Regions from separate parts of the Triticum aestivum genome. Here region 1 is linked to region 2. A link is a contact called in public Hi-C data. All regions are on one chromosome and are shown on one strand. The core of a region is the stretch at or near the end of the contact, and the rest is flanking DNA. Distances in the headings are between cores, read along the strand shown. Region 1 holds the start of LOC123052200 (probable LRR receptor-like serine/threonine-protein kinase At1g74360). Region 2 has its middle 8.8 kb from the start of LOC123052199.

Region 1 (3,490 bases), core at 325-2,824, 510 kb before region 2:
CCTGGAGCTCGGCGAGACAGCCGTACACCGGCGGTATGGTGCCGGAGAAGTTGTTCTCGGCGAGCATCAGGTACTTGAGGCTCTTCATGTTGGCCACCTCTGGAGGGAGTTCGCCGGTGAACTGGTTGAAGCTGAGGTCGAGCCTGGCGAGCAGCGGTAGCCGGAGCACGCCGGAGGCCACGATGCCGCCGGTGTAATTGTTGTGATGAAGCACAAGATACTTCAAGCTCGTAAAGTTGCCGAAAATCTGTTGCACGTCGCCTCCAAAGTTGTTGGTGCTCATGTCCAAGAACTGAAGTCTCCCGCAGTTCGTCAGCTCCGGCGGTATCTTCCGATCGAACTTGTTGTTCCCAAGAATCAACGTCTCGAGGACGGCGAGCTTCCCGATTCCGGCAGGTATAATCCCAGTGAAATTATTCCCCCACAGCGACATGTACGTCAAATTCGTGCAATTGGCGACGGAATCCGGGAAGCCCCCGACCAGCTGGTTATCGGAGAGGTCCAAGGACTGGAGCCTGCAGCCGTCAGGAAACGTGCTCCACGGGACGCTCCCGGTGAGGTTGTTCTCGGCGGCGCTGAATTCCCTGAATTTCGCGATTCCAGGCCATAGCTCGCCGGTGAAGTTGTTGGAGCTGAGGTCGACCTTGTCGAGCCTGACGCAGCCATCGAACAGGCCGGTGATGTTGCCCGTGAGATTGTTGGTGGACAGGTCGAGCAAGTTGAGGTCGGCGCATATCGCCGGGAAGTTGACGGCGACGCCGCCCTCGAGCCGGTTCCCCGACACGTCGAGCGTCTGTAGCCTGGTCAGCCCGGAGAGGTTGAGCGGACCGGTGATGAGGTTGTGGGAGAGGTTGAGGTGCAGGAGGCCGCGGCATTGGTTGAGGTCGGCGGCCGGGAGCGGGCCGTTGATGGAGTTGCCGGAGAGGTCGAGCGACGTGAGCGCCGAGAGCCGCGAGAAGTTGCCGAACACCTGGCCGGAGATGGTCGAGCCCGCCAGGTTCAGAGACGCGACGCGGCTGCCCCTGTCGCAGCCGACGCCCTTCCACTGGCACGGCGACAGGTCCGACTCCTGCCACCCGTCGTAGTCGCCGCGGTTGAACCTGTTGTTGGCAACCAGGAAGCGCTTGAGCTCCACCAGCACCTCCTTGTCGCCGCCGCTCTGCGCGCCTGTCAGCGCCGCCTCACCTTCAAGAGTAATCGACCCACTCAAATTAGACCGACTCCACGCGCAATTCAGCTCTCACGCCCCAAGAAGAGAAGAAGATAAGAGAGCAAGAAAGAAAGGGAGGCCGGCGGTATGTACCTGCGAGGAGGAGTAGGCAGAGGAACCGGAGGAGCAGGGGAGACATGGCTTGCCCTCCTGAATAATCATGGACGAATCGAATCCTAGACGAAAGGTGTGCCTCTCCTCATGCGCGAGCCGCCTATGCCTATGCTTCTTCTTGGCTCGGCGCCTCTGCTCTGCTCGGTGTTCGCTTGGCTTGCCCCACAATCCGAAGACGAGGCCGACGAGGGGTGTGAAGTAAGCAAGCGAGGAAAGGAAAGACAAAACAAAAGTCTGAGGTTGTTTAGGGGTTAATCCACATGTGGGTGGAGGGACTAGTATGCAGAGGGGCGTCGCTGTCCCCCGTCTGGACCTTTGAATTCTCGCTGTTCCATCTTTGTTAATTCGGCGCTGACTGCACGGGGAGCCAAAAGGGCACGAGTCTGACCGACTCACTGGTTTGGTTGTGGCCTCTGAATTCCCTTCCTCCCTCCCTTGCTTTCCCTCCAAGGCCTTGATTTGTCGCCGTTTTTAACTGGCGATTTTTAAATTTGAGAGAACGCACGTCAGCAATGTCGGGAATAAATACTCGCACTGCGGGAACAAGAAGGGATCGGCAATTTTTAACAGCTCCGGCGACATCTCAAGTTACCATATGGCCGCATGACGACATCTCAAGATCCTTGCTCGTTGCGTAGGTGCCCGCCGAAATTCCACCGGAAGCTTCGTTGGATGTTGTTTCTCTTCTCTTGATCTACTATACTAACATTTTCATTTTTCCATGAGAGAAAAGCTGGTAGTACTATGATGTTTTGGCTTGGACTGTTGGTCCAGGTAATAGCGGCCGCCGTTGTTGACAGGCGAAAGGACGGCAACGGTTTGGGTCAGCCTGCCGCCGGAGTTATGATGGGGCCGAAGCGAACGGCCTGCGCACGCACGGGTGCCCCGTGCGCGTGGTGGGCGCGCGCGCGTGCAGACGTGAAGCTTCCAAAACGCACAACGCAGTAATGATGCGCCCTGCGCGTGTGAAGAGTTAACGCGGCGATAAACGGACACACGTTTTCTTTGTTGGAAGTGCCTATAACTCATTTAGATGAGATATAATTTGGTTTCATTCACCTTAAAAACAAAAACAGGTACAACTCACGTCAGCACACACGCATCTTATAGCATCACATCCAATGGCTATAAAAGGTGAATGAGACCAAACTATATCTCATTTAGATGAGTTCTAGCAAAACTGTTCTTTGTTTTAGGTTGGCCAAGCGGTCGGGCGCGTCTACTCTTTGGTTTGGGTCAATCGATGCGTCCAACAAGTGGCAAACTTATTTTTTCTCGCGTCTATTTTTTTTTTAAAAAACACGCGGCCAAAATGAATATAATTAAACCTTAAATAGCCGGTCAACCGCTGGCCAAAGTTCACTTAAAGATTAATAAAACTCTAAAAAACTAAAAAAAAGTCTGCGCGGTCTGCGTGTTGCCCTAGGCGTCGTCGTCATCCTCTTCCCCGGGGCCGATGGGTCGATGAACGTCGGCGCCGGCCTAGCCCAGGGGAACGCGGTTTTCCACGCCGCACGTGCTGCCACCTCCGTCGTCTGCCCTGCCGCGCTCCTCCTCCGGCTCCCGCGCCAAGCGGCGCTCCGACTCCATCTGCCGCTCGCCATCGGCGCGCTCGTCCGATACACAACCATCAATACAACCAAAGTAGGACGCAGGGTATTACCTCTTCGAGAGAGCCAAAGCCTGGGTAAATATTGTCTCCCTTGTCCCTTGTTACCCACAGATCCGAGACCCACAACTCAGGACCCCCTACCCCGAGGTCTACCGGCTTTAGTACTGACATTGGTGCTTTCATTGAGAATTCCGCTATGTGATCGAAAGAAGGATCGATGGGATCATCGGTCAACGACTCAGAGTTTCGTGGCACTGCTTCCGCGCTCGAATCCCTCGTTGTCGGATCGTGCCCCCTCCCTCAAGAGCAAGGCCGTGATGAGCGGGAAGCAGGGCACGAGCCCTTCATCTCTTCATCCGCCCCGGCCAAAAAACCTCCTGTAGAGGACCAAGGGCCGAGGTATTAGAGCGACCTCGACGGTGACCAAACGGAAGTTACCGAGGAACCAGATCCTAAGATCAACTCGACCGATCCAGCATCAGCACACCCTTCTCGGGATAACATTGTCAGAGCCTCGAGCCCGCAAACAAAGGGGATCAAATTTCTTCTGCCAC
Region 2 (3,564 bases), core at 696-3,195:
GGGCGTGAGTTTTGGCTGAGGATGATCAGTTACTAAGAAGACCGTCTTCACAAATTTTTAGCTCAAAAGGAGGAGCCTAGGTGGTACTTGCTTTGCAAAGTACCACATTGGACATAAATACGAATGTTGAAGCTGTGCTCAAAATAATGAATGGATTGAGCTGGCATTTGGTGGAGGATGGTTATTTGGGCATAGGAAAGCACTGTAGAAAATGGATACTATTTGGACATGCCAAAGTGGTACTTCCTTCACAAAGTGTTGTTCTGAACAGAATATGAAAATGAATATTGTTGAATTATTTTTTAACTAGGCAAGGAAGGTTTTTTACATATTTCACGAAGATATGACCCAAAGAATTTATGAGGATTTTTTGGGAATTTTGGGAATGACAGAAATATAGGTTGCTTCACAACCTGGGGCAAAAAATGCCACATGGACATGACACATAGGCAAAACTGATGAGGTGGCGCCTAGTCATAGCAACCCACCACAATTTACAAGGTTATGTCCATCTATATTGGTCGTGATCAGCTAGAAATAAGGCAGCGGACCAGTGCTATCTGCTTTATGACCATTTCGTATAAGGAAATTACGACCTTTCTGACCAAAATGGCATTATAGTTTAGGGTTTGGAGCCCCCCGAACAGCTTTTGACCAATTGGTCTGAAATGGTCATAGATCTATGACCAATTCTTCCAGGGTCACTGACAGAAGGTCACTAGTTGACATATTTCTTGTAATGAACAGGCAGGACGTAGGGTATTACTCTCTGAAGGCCCGAACTTGGATAAAAACCTCGTGTAAACTCCACTCTAAGACTTTTAGCCGGGCTTGGACCCCTACCGAGGGATCTGACAGTTTTTTGCACCATCACCGCGGACACCAGGCGTCTTCGAGCAGGAGGAGATACACAACCCAGAAATCATCGGCCGGTCGCCAGCCCTGCGAGAAGGGGCGGTCATGGAGTTCGGGCTCGAGGCCATGGCTTCAGCACGGGGCAGGAAGAGGGAGAGGGAGGTGTCCAACTTAGATTGAGCGGCTAACGGCAGTAGGAGGTGGACGTAGTGTCGGAGTGACGCACGGGCGTACGCTCAGAGGGAGGAGCGTAGACTAGAGTGGTGTGATATTGTGTACCACTTCACTTGTCCATTCATATGGCGACGTGCATGCATTTTTTTTTGTAAAGAAATAGTATAAGAGTGTTTAGATCACTACTTTATTAGTGATCTAAGCTTCTTATATTTCCTTAAGGAGGGGTACGTAATATCGGCTCCTCATTTTCTGACAAAAACCCTAATGTTTCCACGCGCCTTTTCCAACCGGCCATATGGCGACGTGCAAGCATATGCATGCATCCATGCGAGAACAACAATTTTTCACATTAGTTTACACGCATGCGTGCATGGCGTGGTTTTGAAGAAAACTGTTCGTCGTCTGACTAACGCGCATGCGTAAACATCCTCCCGTACGGAGGCACCATTTTTCTCCAGCGATTACTTGGGGTTTGGATTGAACCCGTGGCGTGCTGCTTCTTTTTCCGCGGGGAGAACTCGTGCTTTTGACCGAAAAGAAAACTAACCTGCACGTATGCGTATGCCCTTGTTTCTTTCGGGTTAGGTGGGATGCGACGCGACGCGAAATTAAATTACGCTGAAGTAATTAGGTCGCCATGAACACATGATGAACAGCGTGTCACATTCTCCCCCTGGCCTCTAGAAGAGACACGCACAAAATCCGGTGAGAAGTTACACCTACCTAGCCGCGCCGCGCGGCGGACAGGATCTTGGCTAACTAACCGGCGGCGTGTGGCTTGAGCTGCACGTGCAGTCTCCACATGTCCTTGTCACAGCACAATTAACATGGTGCTTTACGTCTGGCACAGAGCCGTGAAGACGCCAGAAACCAACAGCTCTCCTGTCTAGTGATGGATGATCCGTTTAGATCCGGGAAGCAGAGACGGAATGATTGTTGGATCGAGGCACGCGCATGGTTGGTCGCGAGCACATGCACAGCGCATAGCAGAAGCATATACGTACGCGACAAGACAGAAGTGATCGGGACGACGGTGCTGTTGCGAATGATCTATCTGCCTTCGCTCAGTCGTTTGTTCCCTTCCCGTCGTCGCAATCAGCGGCACATGCGTCCGGCTAACTTTGATGGACGCTTGAAAAAAAAACTTTGATGGATGCTCCTTGGTTTGTTTTTTTAACATGGTACTTACTACAACTACAACACAAGTGTCCACGTACATGCACATACCCTCATTCATATAAACGCATGCACTCACATTCTATTTTTATGATCATTTTCAAGATACTAAGCGAGGACAACATCTAAGACTACCCACAATAAGAGTAACATAGGTAGTAACATCACATATATCTAGATAAAATAGATGATGTGACAAGTAATAAATGAAGAAAGAGAGGCATGTAGTAACATAGCTAGTTACTACTAGTATGAGTAACATCACACATATCAAGGCAAGATAAGTCTATAGCATAATAAATGAAGTGTTGCATGTTACCACACATATGTTGCTCCTCACTATAGAAGTAGTAACATAGAGTAATAACATGCCCATGTTACTACTGTATGTTACCATCCATTGTGGCTAGTCTAAAGATTGTAGAAGTCATTCTAAGAGGGTGCTTGATACGTTTTAGTCTCATGATTAAAAGTAGTGGGACTAAAACTTGCTAGCCTCACCCATGCTTGGATCCAAATATTAAAGAGACTAAAATCAAGTTAATGGGCATTTATTATCCTTCAAACCCTTCAATACAGAACTCGCATATGTTAAAGGAAGGGAGTTAAATGAGGAAAGAGAGGACTAATTCACATTTTAGTAGGGGTACCCTGACTAAAAAAATTTAGTCTCAAAACTAGTTTTAGCGTCTTTTTAATCATGCTTGCAACTTTAGCATCTTAAAAAGACACAAACGTCTTTCTAGTCAATGAAAACGTCTCCTCCCGACACGTGAAACGCCAAAGACGACGCGCGGCCGGATAGCAGCGGCTCTGTGTGTCCCGATGCAGGCGATCGAGGCGTCGCAAGCACACATGTTACGCGCGTGCGATCATTGGGGTGGGGGCGATACGTGACGAGGCAGCGGTCAAACGTTTGTTATGCATGGTCAACATAAGCACGCTAGGTAGAGTGCAGGCGAGCGTACGTGTGCGGCGATGTGGATCGACGTCGACGGTCGACCTGCTTGATTTGATTGCTTGCATTTGCATGCACGCGTCGGGCGACTCAGAGCGTGTGGTATTGGCCGGGACGCTGAGAGTTTGTGCAAGGAAGGCACTGATTGATCGTTATGCAGACCGTATCTCAGCTGTCGTTCTCTTTTTCCAAAAAAAAATTAAGTTAAAAGAAATCAAGTCGTTCTTTTTTTTAAACACCTATAACTTTATTCATACTCATAACAATTACAGGTACACTGATTTGAACCTAAGATAAAAAATACAAAGTAACTCCTATAATTATTAATTGCAATGAAATTTCTTGAAAACACCTTCGCAGTATCAATCTCTACTCGAAGAAATACTCTAAAGACTTTG

Evidence for each region. Hi-C and Micro-C count contacts between places; a contact is called where the count stands out from the background.
Region 1: a contact with region 2 is called in a Hi-C map of leaf, with 10 times the contacts expected there. The contact joins the promoter of LOC123052200 here to the enhancer-like site in region 2. A contact is called at or near these places in 2 of 5 Hi-C or Micro-C datasets (both in leaf).

The regions. Positions count from the first base shown.
Region 1 is chr2D:136,622,104-136,625,593 of IWGSC CS RefSeq v2.1, reverse strand. LOC123052200 (probable LRR receptor-like serine/threonine-protein kinase At1g74360) reads right to left here and starts at 1,574. Exons shown (of 2, transcript XM_044475312.1): 1 at 1,304-1,574; 2 at 1-1,185. The coding sequence starts at 1,349.
Region 2 is chr2D:136,115,137-136,118,700 of IWGSC CS RefSeq v2.1, reverse strand. No RefSeq gene overlaps it. Among protein-coding and RNA genes, the nearest start is that of LOC123052199, 8.8 kb to the right of the region's middle. Within about 2 kb of position 1,945, at least 2 of the 8 cell types and tissues checked have an H3K27ac peak or open chromatin away from gene starts, as enhancers often do. A contact at or near this core is called in leaf, where this site is marked.